Regions from separate parts of the Sus scrofa genome. Here region 2 is linked to region 1. Evidence: chromatin contacts called from public Hi-C data. All regions are on one chromosome and are shown on one strand. The core of a region is the stretch at or near the end of the contact, and the rest is flanking DNA. Distances in the headings are between cores, read along the strand shown. Region 1 holds the start of RPIA (ribose 5-phosphate isomerase A). Region 2 holds the start of FOXI3 (forkhead box protein I3).

Evidence for each region. Hi-C and Micro-C count contacts between places; a contact is called where the count stands out from the background.
Region 2: a Hi-C map of psoas muscle shows a contact between it and region 1, with 2.1 times the contacts expected there. The contact joins the promoter of FOXI3 here to the promoter of RPIA in region 1. A contact is called at or near these places in 2 of 47 Hi-C or Micro-C datasets (embryonic fibroblasts and psoas muscle).

What each region holds. Positions count from the first base shown.
Region 1 is chr3:57,384,173-57,391,753 of Sscrofa11.1, forward strand. It overlaps RPIA (ribose 5-phosphate isomerase A), which reads right to left and starts at 2,737. Exons shown (of 9, transcript NM_001097495.1): 1 at 2,456-2,737. The coding sequence starts at 2,728. LOC102164763 (a long non-coding RNA gene) reads left to right here and starts at 2,922. Exons shown (of 5, transcript XR_001306050.2): 1 at 2,922-3,026; 2 at 3,858-4,308; 3 at 4,440-4,625.
Region 2 is chr3:57,583,522-57,590,149 of Sscrofa11.1, forward strand. It overlaps FOXI3 (forkhead box protein I3), which reads left to right and starts at 3,148. Exons shown (of 3, transcript XM_021088419.1): 1 at 3,148-3,821; 2 at 6,202-6,312; 3 at 6,315-6,628. The coding sequence starts at 3,185.

The DNA.
Region 1 (7,581 bases), core at 1,487-3,986:
GCCACAGAGAGAGCATAACCTAGGAAGTTGATAAATCAACAGGAAGGGTCCGTTCTCAGGGTATCCAAAGGTGGAACCAAAAGGACCCAGTACAACCTACCTCCATAAACGAACACTAACATGAGTATGAAACTGAGCAGGATCTTTCGGGGCCCTCCTGGGTACAAATCCTTTCCACATCCGCTCCTTCTGGTTTGCAGGAAGTAGGCTTCATTCTGCTTCCCAGATCTTCCCTGAGTTCCAAAGGGCAGATTCAAACAATTGCTAATCAGGGAAGGGAGGAAATGCAGAAACCAAGGAGGAACAGTCCAGAAACAATAGTGCCAGGTCCAGAAAATATACATAACTTATTCTGGAATTCTTCCGCAGGATCTAAGGCCTCCACTCAGGTGAAGGATGGTAACTTCAGGCTGAGCAGGAGGGTCTTGCAATACTGCCGTTATTAGCTCACCATCAACCAATCTAAGGAAAGTCTGCCCACAGTGGAAAATAAGACTCTGACCCCCCCCCAAATGATTACCTGCAATTAACTTCCCCTTTCTCCCTTAAAAAACTTTCCTGGCCAAGCAGAAACTTGGGACTTGGTTCTGGGAGTCCTCCTCCCCAGGTTGCCAGCATCCAGAACAAAACAACCCTTTCTTTACAACCAACACTTGTCTTTCCAGGGGTCAGCAGCCAAGCCTGAGTTGGGTAATGAGTACATAATTTCAAGACACGAAGTGCTAGAGGAAAACTTGGCCTTAGATGAAAAAAAGGATATCCTCTGGTGAGGGCAGCTAAACCTTGACAATTAGGTACATGATTATACTCAATAAATGAAAGGCTTTGAATTAAATTATCTTGTTTGCAAAATATTCGGGACCAGCCTGCCCTCCTCCCTCCTTTAGCCACATTTCTGGCCACCACATCAACTGCTTGACACACTCAACAAATACCAAGCACAGGAATGAAGTGAATGAATCAATGCTGAAGACAGAACATACAAAATTCAAGTAATACTGGCATCTCAGGAAAGAAGTTTGCAAAGGAAAGTGAGTGTAACTGAGACTGCCCCCAAACGACCAGTAAAGCTCTCCCCAGGATCGCCTGGAACTTCGGGGAATGTGGCTGGAATCCAGTGTTGTGGGGCTCTGGCCTGAGGAGGGGACTTGCAAATTTTTATTTAACCAAATACATAATAACAAAACTACAGTCAGAGAGATACATGCTACCAAATGGTAATGTAAACAGGTTAATAAGAAATCTAATATATGGAACTTGCCTATCTATATAGACTTCATTTATCCATTACCACTCACTTTATCCAGGCATTTCGAAATTTCAGCTTATGGTCCCCATTTTGCAGCTGAGGCACTGAAACCCAAAAGCAGAACCAGGTTACACATTTCACATTATCTCTGTGAACTCCCACAGAAAATCCTATTGCTAACCAGATTATTACACCATAACAGGGTGGCCGTGGGAGTGGTGGAAGGGCACTAGAACAGGAGCCACAGGGTTTGGGTCCTGTAAGTTCCTTGGTCATTCCTCCTACAGGGCAGGCCCCTCCCATTTAGCCAGGCTGTGGGAGGATGGAACATCTAGGCAAAATAATCTTGTACACTAAAGCATTATCAAATGCAAAGAATAAAGAACCACCATTAGAGAAAAGGGAATCTGATACCTCTTTCCAAGAAGCAGAAAAGACAAAAAGCCAATAAAGCCAAGGAAACTCCACCTAAGGATAGAGATACTCCACTTGCCTCTGGGCTCCCGAAGTCTTATAATTAAGATAATTAACCTCATTGTTGACAGCAAATCCACTTAGGTTAAAAGACTCCACCAAGAGAACCACACCCGTCACTTAGCAAACAAGTGGGGCCATGACCTCACCAAGAAACAGCTAAACATCTCCACACTCCCGCCCTAAAGAACAGGGTCCTCTAGGCTTTCAAGTGTCCACTCGGGCCCTGTCAAAGGGAGGAAGTTTAAAGCCCCGAGTTTCCCCTTATGCTCGGTCTCCACTTCCCTCCCGCGAGTACATTCAGGAACAAGGGCGCACCGAATCAAGCTCCTCCTTCGGGTAAAATTTCAAAACACCTTTCAAGTCAGCTCCCCACCTACTTCCCAGGGCGGTGAAGAGAAATGACGACCTCTCCATCTGACAAGGAAGCCACAGGTTAAGTCCCTCCTAAATCCACTCCAAACATCAGACACCACCAGCCTCCACTTTGCAAACAGTTATCTGCCCTGGCAAGGAGTTCTTTCAATAGCTCAACTTTTACGGGACTTGCCCACAAATGATTCCACATCTAAAAAGCCTTTAAACAGATGTAAACCCGGGTAAAGTGCGCACCCTCTGCCCTCTCCCGAAACCCCCGCTGTGCCAGGAACTAGTCGCGCCCGACAGTGCCCAGAACGCTCAGCAGGAGCCCTTCAGGCCAAGCACAGACGCCCCATGCCCCGAGCTGCTTACCCTCACGTGGTTCTCCACGGCCGCGCGGCCCGCCAGCTTCTTGGCCTCCTCGGCCTTGGACATCGTGGAGGGGGCCGGGCAGACGCTGTTAGCGTCCCCACTGCTGGTACTAGTGCTGCCAACGCCGAACTGCGCGCGTCCCGGAGGCTGCACGTGCGAACCCAGGACGCCCCAGCTGTTCCCGCCTCCGCCAGAGGCCGCGCCCCCAGCCCGCCCGGGCAGCGGGGCCAGGACCCGCCCGTAGAGGGTGCTGAAGGGCCCGGGGCGCTGCATCCCGCCGCCTCGCTCCAGCCTCCACCACAGACCCGCCCCCGGCTCCACCGGAAGTCTGATAGCATACGTACTAGATCCGCGTCGCTGCGGCGCAGGCCTTGCTGGGAAATGTGGTTCTACGGCTTCGGCGGCCGGAAGCCGCGCCCCAGCCTGGACCACCGGCCCCACAATGCTCCGCGACCGGGTGCGCAAATCTCGGGCGACAGGCTTTGCGCGACTTGTACCGCCCGTGTAGCCGAGTTTGGGTCATTCTTTCAGGTTTTTTTTGTTTGTCCGCGCATCTGAGAAGTGGGTGTAGGTATGACCCTGTTGTTTTTCCCAGAAGTAAGAACGTGGCCGTGGACGAGGCTGGAGGCAGTCGCACTTCCGGAGACCTCATTTCGGGAGTGCCTTCTCTATACTGGCTCCACAGGGAAACGCACCTGGGGGCTCCTGACTCCCGTTTTAGTCCATCCTTAGACCCCGCAGGCCCGGGACTACAAATTTCGGACCCCCAGACTTAGATGTTGTTATGCATATGGATGGCAAGGTTTCCTCCAGATAGAGCCCTAGCCTCGCAGATAACATGCGACCCGCAGAAACCCCGCAGTCCTTCTTGACTTAAAAAGGACTTCCACTTTTCTAGTTTCTCCTCTACCTGTAAAGTGTCTTGATGTAGGTGAAAAGAAGGAAAAAAAGACTACACGCACAATGTAAGAGCAGTGAGTTTCAGTTTTATTCTGGGATGTTACTAGGGACTATAGCCTGGGAAATAATCTCTCAGCTCTTTGGAACTCTACAAGAGATAGAGGAGGAGCCAGTATGTATATGAATTTTTGGTCTATGAAATGTAGTCAAGCATACATCTTGACTACTTACCATCAAAAAAACCCAGGTAGTTCAAGTTAATGATTTTAGTGCTTTCCCAAGTATGGGAGGATGCAGGAATCTAGCGTCATTGAAATTCTTCCTTAGATACATATCTTTGTCTAGGGGCCATGTATCCAAAACACAGAAGGCTTCATCCAGTTTTTCTCTACCCTGAATTCCGCTTAGGGTGAACTGTTAGTGGGGCAACTGCAGAGTTGAGGCTTAACCTTTTGTGTAACTGGGTGATAAATGAGATTCTTCGTCCTGTTCTTACTTACAGAGCATGGTAAAGATGGAAGAACTCTTTGTTGTTGTTGTTGTTATCTGAGCTGGAGCTGCAGCAATGATGGATCCTTTAACCCACTGCATCTGGCCAGGGATCAAACCCATGCCTCTGCAGCAACCCAAGCTGCCACAGTCAGCTTCACCTGCCACATCACAGCGGGAACTCTAGGGTGGAAGGATTTTTTTTCTTTTCTTTTTAGGGCTGCACCTGCAGCATATGTAAGTTACCAGGCCAGGGGTCTAATCAGAGCTCAGCTGCCCGTCTACACTGATGCCTATGCAGCAACATGGATTCGCGCCTCATCTGCAACCTATACCACAGCTCTCACTGAGCGAGGCCAGGAATTGAACCCACGTCCTCATGGATATTAGTCAGGTTCTTAATCTGAAGAACCACAACAGGACCTCTGTGGGGTGAGAGAATTCTTTCTGTCCCTATTTTATAGGTAAGAAAGCTTTTTCTGACTCCATTCATATTGACTACTTGGAGGTCTATAAAAAGAACTAGCCTTTGTGCTGTTCCTCCATGTTGGTGGAATCCCTTGTCTACTATGACCTTATTTCCAAACCATTTCAGGTCTTCTCCCTCTTCTGTGTGCAAAGCACCAGTAATAAGCCACTGTCATCACCCTGGTGACCTGGGCTTCCTTTGCCATGCCTCCTGAAGCTGTCAGCCCTTGGACCATGTGCAAGGAAAATCAAAATGGAGTGGGCATTAGTAAGAGAGCTCTCCAAAATGGAGCCAGGAGGCCACTGGGACAAGGTGAGTTATGCACTTATAAGCTAACCACTTTCTGGAATTTCCCATTGTGGCTCAGGTTAAGAACCCCATAGTGTCCGTGAGGATGCAGGTTTGATCCCTGGCTTCGCTCAGTGGTTCAAGGATCCAGTGCTGCCACAAGCTGCAGCATAGGTCGCAGATGCAGCTGGGATCCCATGTTGTTATAGCTGTGGCTTAGGCCTGCAGCTACAACTCCGATTCAGCCCCTAGCCTGGGAAGTTCCATATGAAGCAGGTGCAGCCATAAGAAAGAAGAAAAAGAAAATTAGCTAACCATTTTCTGTCTTAAAGTACACATTCAGGACATCTGCCAGAAATTCTGGATACTTACTCAACCCTTACCATAAGTCCTGACAGCCTATCTGCTTATTGAGACCCTTACCCTAAAATGACTCATGACAGCTTATTTAAGGACAAATATTTCCTTACCTGCATCAGAGTCAAGTACAATTTTTTGTTGTTGTTTTCTTTTTAGAGCTGCACCCAGGACATATGGAGATTCCCAGGCTAGGGGTCAAATCAGAGCCATAGCCACCAGCCTATACCACAGCCACAGCAGCGCCAGAGCCAAGCTACACCTGCAGCCTAAGCCACAGCTTGTGGCAGTGCCAGATCCTTTAACCCACTAAGCAAGGCCAGGGATCAAACCCACATCCTCATGGGTACTAGTTCGGTGCTTAACCTGCTGAGCCACAAGGGGAACTCCTCAAGTACAGTTTGGCTAGACAACTTTAACAACCTTGTGGCTTTTGTCTGTATTATCTCCTGGCTCTTTCTCTTCTCCATAACAATTTCAATTTTACCTGAATCTGTGTCTCTTGAGTTGCAATTCTTAAGCCCCTAAATAAAGCTTCTGTTTGCAGCCCCAGTAGTGATCCCATTACAGTCACTCATCAGTAGTTCAACAGCCTCCACCTTGACCTGCAGAAGGAAAAGTTATTTGAGGTAGTATTTGAATCCTGCTCTTTAGGCACAATTTGGAAATCAGCTCAAAGTTCTAGCTACAATGCAGAAAAAAAAATGTAGAGCCTCGCTACAGTTATTCTCTGCACATTTGAGGGCCTCCGTAGTCAAATTTGTGGCCCCTTCTGCATCCTTTTGGAAGCAGTCTCTCTCCAATTCAAGTTTCTCCATCAGAAGTTTACTGGAGTTAGGAGTTCACATGGTGTCTCAGCGGCATGAATCTGACTAGTATCCATGAGGGTGCAGGTTCAATCCCTGGCCTTCCTCAGTGTGAGCTGTGGTGTAGTTCTCAGATGTGACTCAGATCTGGCATTGCTGTGGCTGTTGTGTAAACCAGCAGCTGCAGCTCCAATGCAACCGCTAGCTTGGGAACTTCCATATGCCTTAGGTTTGGCCCTAAAAATAAGACAAAAAAAAAATTACTGGAGCAAAAGTTAGTGATCCAGCACCTGTCTCTATTCAGCCTTAACAGCATCAGCCTAAAATACCAGGTAGATGGCTCCCCAAAACAGAAGGATTTGTGTCCCACTTCAAAAAGGAAGCAAGAAAGAAGAAAATACTGTGTTCTGGAGTTCCCTGGTGACCCTGTGTGTAAGGCTGGGGTCACTGCTGTGGCACAGAAAGAAAGTAAATATTAGAATAACATGTTTTTGGAGTTTCTGCTGTGGTGCAGCAGGTTAAGGATCCAGCATTGTCTCTGCAGTAGCAGTGCTATTCACAATAGCCAAGACGTGGAAACAACCCAAATGTCCATCAATAGATAAATGAGTTAACCAGTTGTGATTCATATACACAATGGAGTACTACTCAGCCACAAAAAAGAAGAAAAAAGAAATTGTGATAAAGCAATGGACCAAGATAACTCCATCCCAGATGTTTCTCTCACATCTCTGGAGCTGTTTATTATGGATGAAGCACACTGAGAACTATGGATGCTGTGCACCACATCCCTGCTATCTTTTACACTGGCTGTTTCCTTGCTAATTTCCCTGACTTGAGGCCCAGGCAGAGCTTAGAGGGGAGGGGCTTCTGGTACAGATGGCTGGGCCTGGGTGTCATTACACATGCACTGGGTTAAACAGGATCTGAGCAGACCTACAGTCAGCCACCTTTGTTCTCCCCATTAGAAAAGCAGAACACATCTTAAACACCATTTAGAGTGGCCTGACACACGTTCTATTAATGAGAAAGGAAGCTGTAGGAAATGAACATTGTTTTTATTATTACAGGGAGAATAAAAGCCAAACAAGTTGCTCACTTTCTGAGCCTGTTTTTCTTAAGCTGATTTGAAAGTCCAGGCTTTTGCAGACTTTGATTTTTTTTCTAAATTATAATCTAAATATTGGGTTTGTGAGTCAAATGTATAATGGCACATATCCACCATTATAGATCATGCAGAGTATTTGCACTACCCTAAAAATCCTCTATGCTCTTTTCATCTCCCCTTCCTCCCCAGCCCCGCAACCACTAATCTTTCTACTGTCTCCATGGTTTTGCCTTTCCCAGGATGTCAAATAGTTGAAATCATATACTGTGTAGCCATTTCAGATTGGCTTCTTTCACTTAGGAATATGCATTTGTTTCCTCCATATCTTTTCATTGGTTTGTTAGCTTGTTGCTTTTTATTTTTTGTTTATTTTGTCTTTTTAGGGCCGCACTCACAGCCTACGAAGGTTCCCAGGCTAGAAGTCAAATTGGAGCTACATCTGCTGGGCTACGCCACAGCCAGAGCAACTTGGGATCCGAGCCATGTCTACGACCTACACCACAGCTCACAGCAAACCAGAATTCATGGCAACGCCAGATATTTAACCCACTGATCGAGGCCAGGGACTGAACCCGAAACCTCAGAGTTCCTAATCAGATTCATTTCCTCCGCACCACAACAGGAACTCGGCTTGTTGCTTTTTAGCACTCAGTAATATTCCATTTTATAGATGTACCACAGTTTTTCCATTTGCCTATTGAAGAACATC
Region 2 (6,628 bases), core at 1,898-4,397, 200 kb after region 1:
AACCAATTAAGTGGTCAGAAGTTGTTAAAAGTAAGGAATGGGGAGTTCCCGTCGTGGCACAGTGGTTAATGAATCTGACTAGGAACCATGAGGTTGCAGGTTCAATCCCTGGCCTTGCTCAGTGGGTTAAGGATCCGGCATTTCCATGAGCTGTGGTGTAGGTCGAAGATGCTGCTCGGATCCGGCATTGCTGTGGCTCTGGAGTAGGCCAGCGACTACAGCTCCGATTGGACCCTTAGCCTGCGAACCTCCATATGCCGCAGGAGCGGTCCTAGAAAAGACAAAAAAAAAAAAAAAAAAGAAAAAGAAAAAGAAAAAAAGAAAAAAAAAAAGAAAGTAAGGAATGGGCCCAACTCCTACTGACTCAACATCTTTGCTTCAGTAAGCCATCCTTTCTTCCTCATGACAATAAATGCATGAATTAATCCTCCATATTTTGGCCTATGTGATAGAGTTATTCTCACCTCATTTTTCCAAAAACCATATTCTCTGATTACAATTTGGGTTTTCTTCCTTTCTGGTCTCACCTCCTCTGGTTCCTTTTCCTCTTCCACTTGCACAAGAGTTTGTTTTTGTCTGACTCTGACTTCTTTTGTTGTTGTTGCTGTTTGTGTTTGTTTAGGGCTGCGCCTGCAGCACATGGAAGTTCCCAGGCCAGGAGTCGAATCAGAGCTGCGGCTACCAGCCTACACCACAGCCACAGCAATGACAGATCCAAGAGCTGAGGCCAGGAATTGAACCCACATCCCCATGGATACTAGTTGGGCTCACTACCAACGAGCCACAGTAGGAACTCTCTTAAGCACAGTTTTTATTATTATTATTTTTTTAAGGGCACCAAATGCTTTTTAAATTTGTTAATTGTTTTTAAAACAGGGTTTTAAAATATTTTAATCTTGATATTAAAAATCCAGACTATGGTCAATGATAGCTTTAACCTTATTAATATGTGATTTAAAAACAGACAGAAAAAAGTATAACTTCCAAACCCCTAGAGAGGGTGTCCCCCTCACAGAATATACACTGAATATATTCACCTGAATATATGCTGTAACAGAGGCAAAGAGCCACTAGATGGCTCTATCATTTTTAAATAAAATTAAAGTCCACTAATGATAAGGTATAGTTAAGGAACAAAATATCTCTACTTGGCAGGACTTTTAACCAAAGCAAGAAACAATAAACTGCAATCATGGCCTCTCATACAGAATATTTTGGAGTTAAAGGGTTAAGAGTTAATCTAAAAAAAAGAAAAAATCTGCAAAAACTGCAAAGTATGTATGGGTAAGCAACTTGCTAAAAAAAAAAAAATAAGGGATGGCATTGTATTATATTCTTAAGGACATCAATTACTAAGGGGGAGATGGTTTCAAATTTTTCCTCATTTATTACCACCTAGTTTGCCAGCTTTTCTTTTGGACTTTGTAGTTTAGACTTGAAATTTAAGAAAAAAATTGGATGTGGGCACTGTAACATTAAAAATGGCTTTCCAATTTCCTAGCTTATAGCTGTCATCCTTGTTAACATCCCAAGAGAAATAACAAAACCAAATAACCTTGTTTGGGTTATTTGGGAAGGAAAACAAAAGCACCTGCTTATCTAAATTAGGAAACATCTCAAAATACAACTAAGGCAAGGGCTATTTCCAGTCTATATCATTTCCGAGGAGACTGAAAGAAATTGTGGGACAAGAATTCCTTTCTGGTTACGGGAAAGACGAAGAAAATGTTACATTTGAAGTGTAATTTGCATTTTAGATACCAAAATTTGCTAGTTAAATATACTTGGATTGCGTTTTCAAAGGAGTGAGATAATAGAAGACGATCATTTTCCTGAAAGCACATAACTAACTTTGCCGTGAAACCAAATGCCGGGCGGGGGTGGGGGAAGTTTCCGAATTTTTAAATATTTTGACCTTCAGTCTGCAATTGCAAATAGAAAAAAATCCTTTTCCCCCTCCCCTCTCCATTAAACAAGAATCGCAGACCTGTCACTTGTTAAGAACGTACTTCGGAATCGTTTTAATTGTAAAAGAAAACACTTTTCTTATTGTTCGGAGCCAATATATAATGATTGCGTGGCATGTGGGGTCGCAACAGTATTTTACTGGTTTTGTTTGTTTTTCCAGGCAGGAGCCGCATTTGAAAACTTACAAAACAGAAGAGGGCAAGTCTTAAGCCAAAATTCGTTAAGACCGTTTTTTGAAAATGAGCCCTTCTTGCACAGTTTAAATTACAGTTGGCTTTAAAATGCTAATTCCGAACCCACTTATTTAAATGTCTTTGAAAATGTTCACTCTTCGGTTTGGAAGGCAACAAATCACACGAAAAGACTGTGCAAACGGAACCTAATATGAACAGACGCTTCCCGAATGCACACGAACCTAACGTTATGTTTAGAGACGTGGTTAGAGAAATTAAAAACCAATTTCAGTCCCTCCCTTCCAAGAATCCCCTAGGAGAAGGGATGCTCCTCGGTATCTATCCTGTGCCCCCAAAGACTTGTAAATCACGTCTATTATTTTCGACTGGGAGCCGATCAGTCGAGACCGGACGTGAATCCTGCAACTCGATCACAAAAGGTGTAGAAGCTCGAGGTCGAAATACCAAAGGGGGCTCGGCAGGTGGCCAAGGCGGCCACCAAAGTGAACTTACACTTTTTCGAAAATAGTTGTACTGTTTTGGTAATCTTCTCTTTGTTTTGATATTTGTTATTTTATTTCGTTATCGTGTTGAGAACGCGATGGTTAGGAATGGGGAGCCGTTCTCCTGAATTCTGGAGGCTCCAGCCGCCCCGGTTCCCTCCGCCCGGGGAGCGAGGAGGGGCCGCAGGGGCGGGGCGGGCACGGCGGGCGGCGCGAGGTTTCCGCGCTCTTTGCCGGGACGCGCGGGCAGGTGGGGCGTGGCGGGGGCGTGGAGAGCCGGGGCCCGCGGGCCGCCGCCCAGCCCCGGGACCAGCCCGGGAGGAGACGCGCAGCGGACGGTTATAAGAAGCCGGCTCGCCGGCGCTCCGCGTGCACCGGCCCGCCTTCCTCCTGCTCCCCCGTCCCGGACACCGGTCGCCAAGTGAGGGCTGAGGCGGGGCCGCAGGGTTGGCCCCCAAAGGGATGCTCTCGCCCGAGCGGCGAGATCAGCCCCGCTCGCCCCTCGCCGCCGCCGCGCCGCACCCGCCGACGGCCACCGACATGGCTCTCTACTGCGGCGACAACTTCGGCGTGTACTCTCAGCCCGGCCTGCCCCCGGCCACCGCCGCCACTGCCCCGGGCGCCCCTCCGCCCTCTCGAGCGCCCTACGGACTGACCGACTACGCCGCACCGCCGGCTGCCGCCGCCAACCCCTACCTGTGGCTCAACGGGCCGGCGGTGGGCGGTCCCCCCGCCGCCGCCGCCGCTGCCGCCGCGTACCTAGGCGCCCCCCCGCCGCCGCCGCCGCCCCCCGGGGGCGCGCCGGGTCCCTTCCTGCAGCCGCCGACCGCCGCCAGCACCTTCGGCTGCGCGCAGCGGCCCTTCGCGCAATCCGCGTCCGCCGCGCCCGCCTCGCCCGCGGGGCCCGCGGCGCCCGGGGAGCTGGGCTGGCTGTCCATGGCCAGCCGCGAGGATCTGATGAAGATGGTGCGGCCACCCTACTCGTACTCGGCGCTCATCGCCATGGCCATCCAGAGCGCGCCCGAGCGCAAGCTCACGCTCAGCCATATCTACCAGTTCGTGGCCGACAGTTTCCCCTTCTACCAGCGCAGCAAGGCCGGCTGGCAGAACTCCATCCGCCACAACCTGTCGCTCAATGACTGCTTCAAGAAGGTGCCCCGCGACGAGGACGACCCAGGTAAGGGCAGACAAGTGCTTGCCGGCGGGTCCCTCACCCATTCCCGCCTCCCACAGCGGCTGGTGAGTTAGGGAAAATGGAAAAAGCCTTGAATCTTCCCCTGGCTGTTCATCAGGCCTTTGGAAGGGAGGGTCAATTAGGAATAGGGAGGTAGATTAGGAAAAAAAGTGCACGGGACGAGTTCTCAGATAAGGGACGGCTATAAAGAGATTGGGATGAGCTGAGAATCCCATCACTTTTCACGAGAGAGGTGGGGGGAGACCAAGCGTTAGAGCAGCCGGACACTCCAGCTGTCCGGCGATGCACCTCTCCTGCCTCGGGTTCGCGAGAGACTCCCCGTGCGCTTCTTAACCGAGACCTGCGCCTACCTGGAGAGGGAGAATTCGAAGGTGGTGGCACAGGCGTCCTGAGACCGGAGCCGAGGGGTCCTGCGCATTGTGGTTTGGGAACTTTAACTGTTTTAGAAGTGCCGACATGAAAATCCCAAGTAGACTTCGTTCTGATCTAAGCTGAGGAGGGCTTTCCCTCTTAGTTGAGGGATGAGGTAGAGACAAGTTCAACAATGAGAGAAACAGCCCTCCTGCAGGTTTGCAGAAGGAGCCCAGGACAAGGGAGGTGGGGGAAGAGTTGTGAGCAGAAAAAGAGAAGAGAAATAAAACTGTTGCATTTGGACTCCACAGAAAGCCAAGACTTTGTGTAAATTATGTAACTGCTCTGGAGTATTTGTACCTAAAGTTATTCTAGAGCAGGGCTTTCCAGATGAAATACAATATAAACCACATAATGATTGTAAATTTTCTAGAAGCCACGTGAAAAAAGTAAAAAGAACCTGGTGAAATAATTTCTAATTTTTTGGAGGTAATTGTTTCAGCATTTAACAAATATAAAAAAATTACTAGTGAGATACTTGACATGATTCTAAGTCTTCAAAATTCTGTGTGTGTGTTTTACACCGCATCTCATTTGGAACTAGCAACTTTTCAGATGCCCAAAGGCCAAGTGTGGTGAGTGATTACTGTACTGGACAAGGAGTGCAGTTCTAGAAGATGCATCTTCCATATTTGGCCTCTAAATTATCAAAGATGATCATGGAAATTTCCCTGCATAGTTCTGGATTTCCTAAAAAGTCAAGGATCTCTAGCTATGCCTTTTGTCAAAGGGCTTGAGGTGACACAATGGAAATAACCTGAGAGGTGTAGGTATTGATAGTTGTTCCATGATATTATTTAGATGATTATTTAGATAGTTGTTCAACTCCTTGCAGAAAATGTGTTGGTGGAGGTAATGGATGTGAAGAAGTGTGCTAATGTGGAAGTGTGGAAGCAGAGCAATACAGTGGTCAAGTATGCTGAGTCCAGGGAGTTCCTGTTGTGGCTCAACGATAACGAACCCAACTAGTATCCATGAGGATGTGGGTTCCATCCCTAGCCTTACTCAGTGGGTTGAGCCGTGGTGTAGGTTGGATCCTGTGTTGCTGTGGCTGTGGCCAACAGCTGCAGTTCCCATTCGACCCCTGGTCTGGGAACTTCCATATGCTGCAGGTGTAGCCCGAAAGAGCAAAAAAAAAGAAAAAAGAAAAAAGATACTGAGTCCAGAGCCAACCTGCTTAAACCTCTGGCCCCTACCATCGATGCCTGGGAAGATGGAAGGTTACTAGCCAATCTGTCCCTCAGTTTCTCTGGCTGAAAAAAAAGACCCGTGAGGAATAACATTATCCAGGCGGAGAACTCACTCCAAGATAAGGGCTTTACAGTACTTTCAGATGCCAAAGATTCTTTTTACTGGATGTGAAAAAAAAAAGCTGTTGGGAGATAAAATCCTCCTAGATGATAGATCTTTTTTACTCCCATTGTGCTAGATAGTGAGGGAAATTATCTAAGCAGAAGGCTGGCATTGCGAGCATCAAATGTGGCCCTGATCTCTGAAGTTAGCGGAGTGAAGGAAAAGCTTGGAAGAGACAAGGGGGCACCTCCTGCCCTAGGTGAGGAGGGTGCATGGAGCTTCCTGGTACTCCAAAGAGATGCCTTGCAAGGCAGAAGGTTGTGTATTTGAGGTCGCCTCTTTCCAGTGGAGTATTTTTAGGGGCAGGTATTGTCCCCTTTCAGCCAATGATAATGATAACAGATAATTGTTTTTCCACTGCTTTTCCTGTGTGCTGGCCACTTGGCAGAGATCTATCATTAACCCTCACAGCCAACCCCTATTTTTAGAGATAAGGAAAGGGAGGCTCAGGTTTAGTGCAATCTTCCCCCCAAAATACATTTAAACAGCAGAATGGATTGAGCCTCTTTGTCAGTTTGAGTGCCTGCCCCCCTCCTCTCAGATCAGAAGCCCAATTCGTGGTCCACCCCTAACTCAGCCATCTTTCTTGTTTCCTTAGGGAAGGGGAATTACTGGACCCTGGATCCCAACTGTGAGAAAATGTTTGACAACGGGAACTTCCGTCGGAAGCGAAAGCGCCGCTCGGAAGCCAGTAACACCCCCGCGGTAGCTATGGGACATCCAAATCTGAAGAGGGGCTCTCCCCAGGACTGGGGTCTGGAGTAGGGGGAAAGCCGGAAGGGGACAGCGCCTCTGCGTTGCTGAGACCCTCCCAGTCCCCGGAACCTCCTGAGGGCACCAAGAGTACTGCCTCCTCCCCTGGAGGGTCCCTGCTCTCTTCTACCCCCTGCCTGAACAGCTTCTTCAGCAGCCTCGGCACCCTAAGCGTCAGCAGCAGTGCAAGCACCCAGCGAGCGCTCCCGGGTGGCCGCCACCTAGGGATCCAGGGGGCCCAGGTGCCCTCCAGCGGCACATTCCCCCCCAGC